Linked DNA regions of Mus musculus: region 1 is linked to region 2. Evidence: chromatin contacts called from public Hi-C data. All regions are on one chromosome and are shown on one strand. The core of a region is the stretch at or near the end of the contact, and the rest is flanking DNA. Distances in the headings are between cores, read along the strand shown. Region 1 overlaps Pik3r1 (phosphoinositide-3-kinase regulatory subunit 1). Region 2 has its middle 7.1 kb from the start of Gm36475.

Evidence for each region. Hi-C and Micro-C count contacts between places; a contact is called where the count stands out from the background.
Region 1: a contact with region 2 is called in a Hi-C map of double positive thymocytes, with 4 times the contacts expected there. The contact joins two enhancer-like sites. A contact is called at or near these places in 1 of 39 promoter capture datasets (macrophages), 1 of 15 datasets of contacts at CTCF or cohesin (CD8 T cells), 46 of 484 Hi-C or Micro-C datasets (CD4 T cells, CD8 T cells, CD8 central memory T cells and 28 more), 16 of 115 datasets of contacts at active chromatin or transcription factors (CD8 T cells, the HPC-7 cell line, T-cell acute lymphoblastic leukemia and 12 more) and 5 of 9 other capture datasets (adipose tissue, bone marrow-derived macrophages, embryonic stem cells and 2 more).

The regions. Positions count from the first base shown.
Region 1 is chr13:101,698,276-101,703,948 of GRCm38.p6, reverse strand. It overlaps Pik3r1 (phosphoinositide-3-kinase regulatory subunit 1), which reads left to right. Exons shown (of 16, transcript NM_001077495.2): 5 at 1,109-1,240; 6 at 2,037-2,238; 7 at 2,423-2,502. Among named protein-coding and RNA genes, the nearest start is that of Pik3r1, 67 kb to the left of the region's middle. Within about 2 kb of position 1,693, at least 44 of the 459 cell types and tissues checked have an H3K27ac peak or open chromatin away from gene starts, as enhancers often do. A contact at or near this core is called in CD8 T cells, CD8 central memory T cells, DN2 thymocytes and 8 more, where this site is marked.
Region 2 is chr13:101,530,069-101,536,406 of GRCm38.p6, reverse strand. No RefSeq gene overlaps it. Among named protein-coding and RNA genes, the nearest start is that of Gm36475, 7.1 kb to the left of the region's middle. Within about 2 kb of position 3,261, at least 42 of the 459 cell types and tissues checked have an H3K27ac peak or open chromatin away from gene starts, as enhancers often do. A contact at or near this core is called in CD8 T cells, CD8 central memory T cells, DN2 thymocytes and 8 more, where this site is marked.

The DNA.
Region 1 (5,673 bases), core at 444-2,943, 170 kb before region 2:
AAATTGTTCTGTAGGTAATCTGGAACTTGTTTGCTAAAAGCCTGTAGTATCTAGATGTTCGGTTGATCACTCTGTTAGGGTTATATTTCACGCAGCCTTCATCAGTTAAGATTTGGGAAAACCAGGGCTGGAGAGATGGCTCAGTGGTCAAGAGCACCAACTGCTCTTCCAGAGGTCCTGAGTTCAAATCCCAGCAACCACCTGGTGACTAACAACCATCTGTAATGGGATCTGATGCCCTCTTCTGGTGTGTCTGAAGACAGCTACAGTGTACTCATATAAATAAAATAAATAAATCTTAAAAAAAAAAAAAAAGATTTGGGAAAACCTGGGGCTTCTCTTCTTCCTGTAGTGGTTCGAGGAGACGCTGATTGTATGGTGAGCTATTTCCAGGACAGAGCCTCCTCAGCCACAGCAGAACCACTCCAGAAAACTGAATAAAATGTATTTCTCGCACAGCCTCACAGGCTGGAAATCCAAGATGATGAAGGTTTAGGCCTTGTTCGCTTCCTTTGAGATTCCCTTTCTAGGCTCCCCAACAGCCGCCTCTCAGTGTGTCTTTCTGAGGCCTTTCCTCTGTTCCCGTAGTCCCTGTGTCTGTGTCTGTGTCTGTGTCTGTGTCTGTGTCTGTGTCTGTGTCTGTGTCTGTGTCTTTGTCTTTTTTTTATAATGATGCCAGTTAGCGGTCTTAGGGTCCACTCTAATAACCTTGTTTAATCAAATCACCCCTTACAGGATCTCTCTCTAAACCGTGTTCTTTCTGGAAAACTGGGCCTTTGACTTTTAATACAGGCATGGAGAGGATGCCACCTTAGCAGTGCAGAGTATTAACTGATCAGTAACAGTGGCATATTTTTGTTGTTGTTGTTGTTGTTGCCCCAAGACATATGGGATTAACGTGATAGTTAAAGGCGGATTGTGAGACAGAACTCCATGAGGAAAAGCTGTTCTGTCCCAACTTCAGGAATGAAACAGTGGTCAGTGTGCCATGCTTCTGTTCTGCATCGCTCCCTTCCCTGTGTCTCGTTTAAGTCCCACACTTGGAAAACTGGCCCAACAGAAAGTCTGAGTGCCTCTTACATGGTTTCTTACATTGTTTCTCTTCCAGATGCCGCGTCAGTGGACTTGGAGATGATCGACGTACACGTCTTAGCAGATGCTTTCAAACGCTATCTCGCCGACTTACCAAATCCTGTCATTCCTGTAGCTGTTTACAATGAGATGATGTCTTTAGCCCAAGGTTGGTTCTCTCTTTTCAGACCTCTCGGAATGGATACTGGGATGTAGGTATACTTGGCACTCTAGGAGGCGCCAACGGCCCTGTATAAGTAGGAGGTGTTGAGAAAACACTAAACTGCCACCCCAGATCTCCTTTACCACACAGCATCTGATAGAAGACACCCTATTGTGTTTGCTCAGAAGCCTGCCCAAGTGAGAAACTGGCTAACTGTTAACTTTTTGATCACTCTCTGCAAAGACCACTGCAGCTAGGCAGGCCACAGCCATCTAGCACCGGATTCGGAGATCCAGTACTAGAGTGCACGATGGGGCATATTTTTGCCCTCTTCCCTGAACACCCAGAACAAAATGTGTCGAGGGTGGAAGACTCAGCATCGGGAGCCGAGGCTCTGCTCAGTGCTTTGGGGACAGGAAATTGTGGTCCGTGACCTTCAAAGTATAACCTGTGCTACTTATCTGATGATCCGAGGAAGTAGCCAATCACGCTTGGTGCTGCCTGATGGAGGCCAGGCTTCTGAGAGCACACCCAGAACAGTCTGTGGGTTTTTTTTTTTTTTTTTTTTTTTTTTTTTTACAAAAAGAGTTGTCTTGTATTTCATTTGACCTGAGAACTTTACTTTCTCACAATGCATTTCTTACTAAGAAGGACAAATGTCCTAGGTACCTTTCCTGAAGATGTCTGTGTGCACCTCCTCGTGTAGCTAAGGGAGAGAGAAGAAATGGTCAAAGCGTTGGCTCACCGGCACCTACACCTAGCCTTACTCTGTTTCCTGTTTTGTTTTGTTTTGAACCTGCAGAACTACAGAGCCCTGAAGACTGCATCCAGCTGTTGAAGAAGCTCATTAGATTGCCTAATATACCTCATCAGTGTTGGCTTACGCTTCAGTATTTGCTCAAGCATTTTTTCAAGCTCTCTCAAGCCTCCAGCAAAAACCTTTTGAATGCAAGAGTCCTCTCTGAGATTTTCAGCCCCGTGCTTTTCAGATTTCCAGCCGCCAGGTAAGTGAAGGATGAAAAGAAGGTTCGGACGGTATGGGTGAGAGCTGATGAGTGGCCCTAAATTGATGCCTCACAGATGCACGTTTTCTGGGGACTTACTTCACACACATCAATAGGATGTAGATGAATGAAAAGAGAATTACTTTTAGAAATGATGGTTCTCACAAAATGCTCTTTGTTGCAGCTCTGATAATACTGAACACCTCATAAAAGCGATAGAGATTTTAATCTCAACGGAATGGAATGAGAGACAGCCAGCACCAGGTAAGGCTCTGCAACATTTGACATTCACTTCCGGCTCAGCTTTTTTGGACCTTGAAATCGGTGGTTTCTAGCTCCTTGGAATTAACACAGATCTCTGCAATCCATAGTAATATGCTAATTTATGGTTCATGGAAAAATAACAGTGGTGGTATTTGTGAAATGTCATATGTCGGGTTTTGCAGGTTTTAAGCTACCTTGGTTTTACTTTTTTATTTTTTATTTTTATTTAATTTACTAGCTTGATACAAGGTCTCACCATGTAGTCCAGGCTGGCCTTGAGCTCACTTTGTAGCAGAGGTTAGCCTTGACCTCAAGATTCCTTCATGTCTCCATCTTTTTGTCTCAGATGAGAATAGAGAGAGCTCCCTGGGCCTTCCACCACTTAGGCTTCGGGCTGCTGAATAAATTTATGGAGTTTGTTGCAGCTGTTGACATTTTGTTGTTGTTGTTGTTGTTTTTCCAAATCTTACAAAGTAGGGGGATTTATAATTACTATATAATTTAAAGTATTTTGGAGTGTGTGCTTTGGAAGTGACTATACCAAGAAATGTCTGTCAAAATAAACATTTTCAGTAACGCAGGCGGTATGAAAGCAGTGTTCTGCTGGGGCTGTTTAGACCAAGCCAGATGCCATTCTAAAAGCAGGTGGGCCTTCAGCTAGCCATTTAAGTCCAGGAAGTTCAGGAAGCAGGAAGAGCCTGGACCAAAGAGTTCAAACAACCTGTGATCCAGTAGCAGTTAGCTTACTGGGCTGGCCTTTTAGATTGATTGTCAGCCCTTAGCAGGAGAGCATAGTTGCAGGGCCAAGAGATAAGTTCTGCTTGTACTCCTCCTCGGTGCCAGGCTTTTCAATGGAGTACCCTGCTTCTTCTATCTGTGATGGGTAACTCACGAAGATTAGCACCGCTGTGTGAGCAGCCAGGGGGTCAGAGCATCCTACCGTGCGTTTCTGTCTGTCATTGCAAGGTCAGCTGTGGCTCTTTGCATCTGGATGAGACAGCTTGAGAGAGGTCAGGTCTTGGGCTCAAAACATGGATGAGCACCCAGGATGCAGGACCTGGAAAGAGGTTCTGTGGACTGGCTCAAAATATGGTACCTAGAGATGATGGATGAATGGTATATTCCAAAAGTTCCAAACCACAGCAGACAGCATTTAACCAGGGTGCCCAGAGCTATAGACAGTGCATCAAGGAACCTCAGCCTAGCTTGGGATTTGAGGCCAAGGGCATCACCCCATATGATCCTGAGTTTACTAGAGAATGGATTCAGGAGTGTTGGGTTATCCTTGGGAGCTGCTTTTGACCTTAACGGGGAAGAAAGAGTGTGGAGGCATGGATGTGGCTGTGAGCTATAGAGATTGCCTACCCTGAGACTCACCACACAGGCTAGGAAGGAAGAGGGGCACCAAGAATATTCAGGCCCTGAGCCAAAGGCCTGAGCTGCAAATGTTCACTTCCTCCTGCTTGCCTTTGGCTGTTTGTCGGAGAGGAGGCACAGCTGAGCTTTGTGTGCCCTGAAGGGCTTGGGATGGTGCCGAGTCGGGTGTGGGGAATCTGACGAGCTGGTCATCATGGTCTTCTTAATGGCACTCTCTGGCCTCATTGGGGAATATACATGGAAGCCCAAAGCCAGACAGGACTTTCACAAATGAATTGATTACTAAGGGCTTATTTGTCTGGGGAGGGGGGAGTTCACCACTGTAGTTTAATACAAATGGATTAAATGTCTTTTGTAAGGTTGACTTATAAGAGTAAGCACGTATCATCAGTATCCATTTTCATACTGCGGCTGATACACAGAAGAGGGCTACAGTGCCCTGCATAGACGCTTGTATACTAATTTCAAAGGAGGATTAGTTCCGTCAGCTCGGCCGAGGAATGACGGATTTGAACGGACTGGATTGTCCCAGTCCTTGTGCGGCTTCTTCAAAAGAGAGAGAGAAGAGAAAAAGAATTAAATCCAAGTAATTCTTAAGCCCTATGCGAGCCATTTTCACTTCATGCGGTATTTCTCAGCCACGATGAGCACTGTATAGGCCCCGTGGGACCAAATGGATGCTTCAGTGTCTCTCACCTGTGCAAACATTTCACTCTCCACCTACAAGAGGGTAAAAGAAGGTGCCTCCGTCCTGAGTCACCTTTGGGCTCTAGGATAGCTCCAGTGCTGTGATTGGTAGGGCACCCCCAGGCAAGGGTTTGGGTGTGTGTGACCCCAGTGGGAATGCAGTGCATTCCCAGAGGCCCTCGTCGCTAGCCCAGCACGAAAGAGTCCCTGAGGGCTTTGGAAGCTCACCTCCAGCACATCTCAAATGAATGCTCATAAACCAGTCGTTTAATAGAAACTGCTGCTCTGAACAGAAAGGAGTCGTTGAAGGATCCTTAAGTGGGGACTACAAGGAAGTATTTGTTGCAGGGCAGATTGTCTCTGGGCTGTTACCAGGTAGTACTTGGAATGATAATGCTGATGTCTGAGGCACAACTTAAATAAGGCCTGTTAAGACACAGTGTCTAAATACTAGCTGGGAGTGTACTTCTCCCAAGAGAAAGAGCTTTAGAGGTGCTGTTGGTGACATTTTAGGGTGATCAGATGAGTGGAGAAGTTCATGAAAGAGCACACCCCGAAAGGGGCCTTGAAAAGCAGATCCAGTTTTAACTGGAGGAAAGGAAAATAGCCTTTTGATTTGCAGGCAGATAGCGAATCAGGTTGTGGCAGGCTGTGCTCTCTAGGGTGTGTACACTCTCTAGGACATATGTACGTCGCCATTTCTTAATGTGTTTCTCCAAGCTGATCCACCAGGCATTGACACAAGGCCACTTTTTAAGTGACGGTGTTAATAAGGCATCACTGGGACGATGAGGAGACAAAGCTGAGAGGTTCGCTTTATGCTGCCCGACCAGTGTATGCCACACCTGGACCTGCCCAGAAGCTACCTTTGAGTTCAGCCTGTCCCATCTGCAGGTCATTACTGGATTAATCTGCCTACATTACTGGATCCATTACGAATCATGGGCCTGTTTTCAGTGTCTAATGAAAAGGCCTTCTGAAGTTCTCAGAAAGTATTGAGCTAACAAGGAGAGAGGGAAGATCTTAGGGCCATATGCAGCAAAGGATCCCAGTCCTATGTGGGTAGTTTGGGGGACAAATCTCCACGAGGTGTTTGTAGTGGAAGGA
Region 2 (6,338 bases), core at 2,012-4,511:
AGTCCATTGCTATTATAGGTTTTGTCCATATCACAGGATCAAGTGTATATGCCAAGTCACAAAATAGAAATTTACTAGATAAAAGTAATGTTATAATTCAAGATTTTCCTGGGCCTAGGTATCAGGGTTGGGCTTATATCTACAAAAGGAAGGAAGACTGTAAGCTAAAAGGAGGCTTGCTTATCAACTCGATCCAGGGATCTACAGAGGACATAGCCTGATCTTTGGTGGAGAGAGAAAGTGACAGCTTGAAGCATCTCTGAGCTAACATAAGTGCTAGAGAAACTTTATTAAAAACAAACAAACAAACAAAAACAAAACAACAAAAACTACTTGCTGAAGAGTTTAATTCAGTTTTCTAACACATCCCATTTCCTAAGACATATCTTAGAACTAATAAATAGTCCTAGAATCATATTTGCAGAGCCCAAAATACACTCCCAGAAACCTTTCTAAGGTCCACAACTTAAAAGAGCCTAGGTTACTATGGGCACAGATAACTCTACCTTCCAGGAGTCCCTGCCTAGGCAAATAGGCTCCTATATAGCGGTTGGGTAGGTCAGTCGGTCTGAATGACACTGACTTCAGAATTACTAGGGGACACTTTGTAAAAATGCATATTCTTTGGCTGCATTCCCAATTGGTTGAGCAAGAGAAGAAGGTCAGAGCTGTGCATTTTAAATGAGCACCGCAAGCATCAAACTAAAGTGTAGGTGCACTGGCTGGGTGTTGAGAATTGATGTCAAGCAAGTGGAGGAGACAGGCCTCTCCCTCCTCCCTTCCCAATGCAGCCCCCAGAAATGATTTAGGTCATGAACTAGAGACTCTGGAATGAGAAAGGAATCCTTGCTACCCATCCCCCTAGGTGGCTTTAGGAGACTGCCATTCATTGTCATTTGTGTGAGCTCCTTTAATGAACAGACTGCTTTCCTTTGGCTTGTTGAGACCCTGACCTCCCCAGAGTGAGCATCTGGACTATGGCAGATGCTGCTAAAAGGTGTCCCTTAAGAAAACTTCACTTCCAACCTCCTGCCATGCCCACATAAAAATACTCAGTGTGTGGTGGCACTGAAGGAAAAAAACTATGTGGGGTAGCGAGTCCCCCCCAGGACTGGAGGTCAGAAATGGATGGGGTTAGCCTTTCACTGTGAGAAGGGCATTTTGGAGATGGATGGTTTGCCCAAGAGACTCCTGGTGTTCCTGTTATTAGTACTAAGTCTGCTTGAGGGCATAAGGGGCCAGAGTCCTTGCTCTAATCTTTTGGAATTTAAATGCTGCCTTCTGGGCTGCCCGGATAAGCTCAACCTCTGGTTCTACAACATAGAAATCTCGAAGGTTATGACCCCTCCAAATGCTACCGTGCCTCCCTGGAAGGAGTCTGGGATCCTATCTTGAGCTAGAACTGTTTGTCTCCTGAGGAGACTGGAGCTGTTTGCTTGTTATTTCTCGCATGCTGGTTTATAAAACATGTGGGATTTCACCGTGCCTTTTGTAAGTCTCTGTGGCTAGCTATCTGCATGTGCTGAATAATAAAATAGTTATCTTTATTTCTACCTTGGCTGGAGAGCTCTTTGTTTGCTGCCTGAAACCTCCAGCTGTTCTATAGCAGAATGGAAGTCAGACACTCCACGCTGGGCAGAACTGTGACCGTCGGGAAGACACTGGATACTATTCATTTGCTATGGCCCTTGGGAGCTGGGTGTCAGGGAGTTGAAGAGAAAGGATGAAGAGCAGGAGCTCATTGAGCATGCGCAGTTAGTGTGGTGGATGGGCGGGGTGAAGCCCCTTCCAATGTAGATGCTTTTTCTCTCTCTCCTTCACGGAATGACATAGCTTACCACTTTAATGAGTGGAAAGTCCACTTTCACATTTTCTCTGCTTCCCACCCCCCTTTCCTTCATTTGGGAAGAGAAAAGAAGCAAGGTAGGAAGTTGTATAGCTCAAGAGGAATAAGGATGGAGTTTAGGGACCAGTTCTCTGGATGCAGGCTGGATGTGGGAGTCATCTTGTTTCCTGGGCCTGGGCATCACCAAATTCAATGGCTGTCCTACCCTAAAATTCCACTTTGTTTTCCCCGTCCTAATACTGCATGTCCACTCTGCTCCAGTACCAGAGGCAGAGGGGTGTGTTTAACAAATTCAGAAAAGTGACTGGATGGTCACAGGACGTGACTCTCCGGCAACAATTATCTGTGTTGTAAACTGTGTGTTCAAAGAAAGATGTGGTTGGGGTGTAGGGGCCATAACAGCTCTCCTGTCACTTAGCTCTGGTCTCTTCAAATGGTGGTCTAATAGCATGTCTGGCTGGATTCCATGGTTTCTTCCTTCCTTCCTTCCTTCCTTCCTTCCTTCCTTCCTTCCTTCCTTCCTTCCTTCCTTCCCGCCCGCCCGCCCGCCCTCTCCTCTCCTCTCTCTCTCCCTTCCTTCCTTCCTTCCTTCCTTCCTTCCCTCCCTCCCTCCCTCCCTCCCTCCCTCCCTCCCTCCCTCCCTCCCTTCCTTCCTTCCCTCCCTCCCTCCTCCCTTCCTTCCCTCCCTCCCTTCCTTCCTCCCTTCCTCCCTCCCTCCCTTCTTCCGTCCTGCCTTCCTTCCCTCCTTCCCTCTCTCTCGTTCTTTCTTTCTCTCTTTCTTTAAAGGAAGTTGCTAAGTGGGAGGGCAATGTGATTTTAAGATGGCTTCATTATAATCTTAATTACATACCTCACATAACTGGCTCTGGGAGACTCACCATCTGATGAAACTTCTCTCAGTTCCACTTCACTGTATACAATGGTCACTATTGCTCTTCTCTACGAGTGTCCAGTCTTCCAGGTGAAGACCCACAGGACCCTTTAAGGAACAGGATGAAAGAATCACAGTATCCCAGGATCTCTGTGACACTGCCCACTGTCCATTGGGCAGACCAACATCTGCAAGCAGAACGCAGGCAACACCTTCTGACTACCAGGGTGTCCTAGCTGCCTGCCTCTGGATAGGTCTTGCTGGGGTTTCCCTATATTCCTAGGCTCTTTTTTGACATACTGACCTATTTTTTACCTCTTTCTGTCCGGAAGTAGATGTTTCTCAGGGGGTATGAATCTTTTTTTTTTTTTAAATCCGTAACAATGCAGGCAATCCCCAAACATCACACACTTTGTACTTGTTCAAAGTCCTTGAACCGGCTTTGAGAAAACTTAACAAAGCCGTTACCCCTGGCTTCACACCTGGTGTGAGGCTGCAGAGCCTGAAATATTACTTGACAAACCACTTCAAAGTTTACCACAGGGACAGGAGCACAAAAACCTCTTCCCTCTAACTATCACGTATCTTTCCTTACAGCTGAGTAATACACCCCACTGTACAAACTGAGATCCAGTGTTTCTGAGTTAGGCCAAAGCTGATGCCGTGTCAGAGAGCAGTTTGATCCTTCTCATTAGTCAGCTGAGTGTTACCACATGTAATAAATCAAGGAGAGCTGCATGCCTCCTTACAGAAGGAGTTTTCCTTCATTCTCTACCACAACAAGCCAGTAGTAATTTATATACTGGAGACCAGTAGCACAAATCCTGATAAGTAACCACTCAACCCAAGCCAACTGCCCCTGTTATCCATTATAGAACTTAGAAACCCACTCATAAGAGCCAATCATGCTGCCATCAGATTTATCTATTTTTTTCTTCCCCAAGTAACATCTCTCCCATTAGGCTGGATGATGCTAGTGGGCATGTGTATTCCTTTAAGATGTTGCAGTGTGTTTGAAAAGTAAATGAGTTAAATGTGCACAAGGTCTGAATTCCTTTCCACTACGGTAGAGATAACTTAAATGTTACATGTGTTCAGATTGGCTATTTATTTTAATTGGCTTCATAGTGCTTTTAGCTGAAGCAAGAAGTTCTAGTGGGGTTCTCAGAAGCCAGGCCAGGCATGAGGGATGGCTTTTATTAGTGGGCACAGTGGCAATGGGCAGCATCCTACCAGCTCAAGTGAGAAAGTAATAGCAGAGATGTTTCCATGCTGTTAGTAAAAACACATTGGAAAGAGGGAGACACTATTCCAAAATAAGCACAAATGAGTAGACACAATTCGAAAATACCACCAGTGAACAGGATATACAACCAAATGTTTGGCTACTATCTTTAAAAAAAAATGGTGCTAGGAACATTAGTGATCTACCAAATGGTACCAGTGTAGAAGGTACGATTTGGACATTTAGGGGAACTGAGCAAGAATATTGAGAAAAGACAGTCTGTACTTTGAAAGAGCTTGCTGTAGTTTTGAATTAAGAAAGTGACCAAAAAAGGAACCAGAGGAAGATGCCCAAGGTTCCAGAGGGCCCACCAAAGGAACTGTAGAACTAGGAGACCCAGGCTGCTCCAGACATTTGCCAAGGGATGTAATGTTAGATAGCTAGAGTGTCACTAGCAAACGTTTGTAAGGTAATCCCCAAAGCAGTTATCCTTACGCTACAGAAATGAAGTGCAAGTGTTCTGCACAAAAGGTCTGACTATCTGCCCTTTCTTTCCACTGCTGCCCATCCCTACCCCACTCTTATGCTCTGGCCCAGGGTACTTACCCTTGAGTTTCCCAAACAGAACCATCTTTACACTCCCCTACCTCTTCTAGTTAGCATCCTAACCTCTCAGGTCTCAGGGCAATGGGTTCAACTTCTGAAAAACCACCTTCAATCCTATGACTAAAAAAAGATACCTGGCTCACAGACCTGTATTCTACATTGAGACCCAAAGATCCCACTTTGTAATTACTCTCCTGTGGCAGTTGGCATACATCTCTCCCTGATGCTCTGCACATGCCACAAAGAGGACACCACAACTGGCTCACATGCCTTGGTGTCCCCAGCACCAAGCACACACTTGACACTTAACAAGTATTCAGAAAATGCTACGTGGCTTCATAAATGATTCAGTCAACCATTCTCCTCATCAAGGCAGCTCAGGAGAGGGAACAGGCTGTGTATCCTTGAGCAAATGGCTTGCTCTCCCTCGTCTTCAATTTCCTTATCTTTGATATGCTTTAACATGTCATCAATAATGCACCTAGCTCTGGGGTTGCTTTAAGGATTAAGTACTACATGCAAACCACTGGATGAGTATCCAGTCCTAATCATGTTCTGTAAATGTTTATTGTTGGTGTCTCTGTTTAACCTTTTTCTTTCTCATCTACAAACTGATGGGTTTGAAGGTTCTTGGTTGCTTTAAACTTGCTGACTCCTACCTATCCCTAGAAGAAAAGTTCTTTGTTCTCTGGATTTCTCAACTTGGCAACTTTAACCACCCTCTATTAACCTTTTTTTTTTTAAAGCCCCAGTTAAAAAATTCTACAGGAACAAGTAATGACTCATCGCCTTATAATAATATGCATGCATTTACGGCATGGCGAGAATGACTTTCTGAACTTGCATTTCATCTACCAAGCTGTTCATTTTTTCTTAAAGGATTCTGGGAAGTGCAAAGCAGGATGGTTTGGAATGATAAAACTTATTTTCATATGTAGTTCCAAAGAGAGTTGTTGGATTTGGGTTTTGTTTATTTGGTTTTACTTTTGAGGGTCTAAGAAGAGGGCAAATATACAAGCCCTTAACAGAGGGAAAAACAGAAAACTAAGAATAAAATAGTTGTATTAATGCAAGCCAAAAAATTTGATAGAGATCTGCATTATACTTTGTACCTTGCTGGCTATACCATAGATCATTCAGATCTCAATGCACATATAAGAAATTACATTTGTTGCCCAATAGCTGTGGATTAGATGTGTGAGACCCTACCTCTGAAATCAGACTGTGATCTCATTACACTATGTAGATACCTTCATGCCCATTTTAGTTATAAGGAAGTTGAGACTTCATGGCATAAGATTAAAACCTTGAAAGTCACCTCGTTCTCTACATCCCAAGCCAATGCCTGGTGGCCACAAAGCAATGTAGACTTCATGAAGAGACACACGACTCTGCTTTTGTTACCTTCCATGTCCTTAAAGTGTGAGCAATGCTCTGTGCTTGTTTCCCATAAGTACATCCTTATTGATAATGTCAATAAAGTGCATTTCATCATCTACTTGGAAAGGATCCGTCCCTGTCCCGACAGTATTTGCCTTCTAGATGGGGCAGAACAATGCACCACAGTGTCCACAGGCTTCTCATTTGTCACTGGGACCTTTCCTATTTGGATCGCACTTCCTTCTTCCCAGACTTCAGCAAACAAAATATCTTGGTCCAAACAATCATTTCTATAATGGAAGCAGTTGTACTGGTAAGCACCTTCTACCCACATTCTTGTGTTTTATTTTTCAGTGCTTAATTTTAGGTTGATTCATAGTGTCAAAAACCATTTCAATGTTACTTGAAAC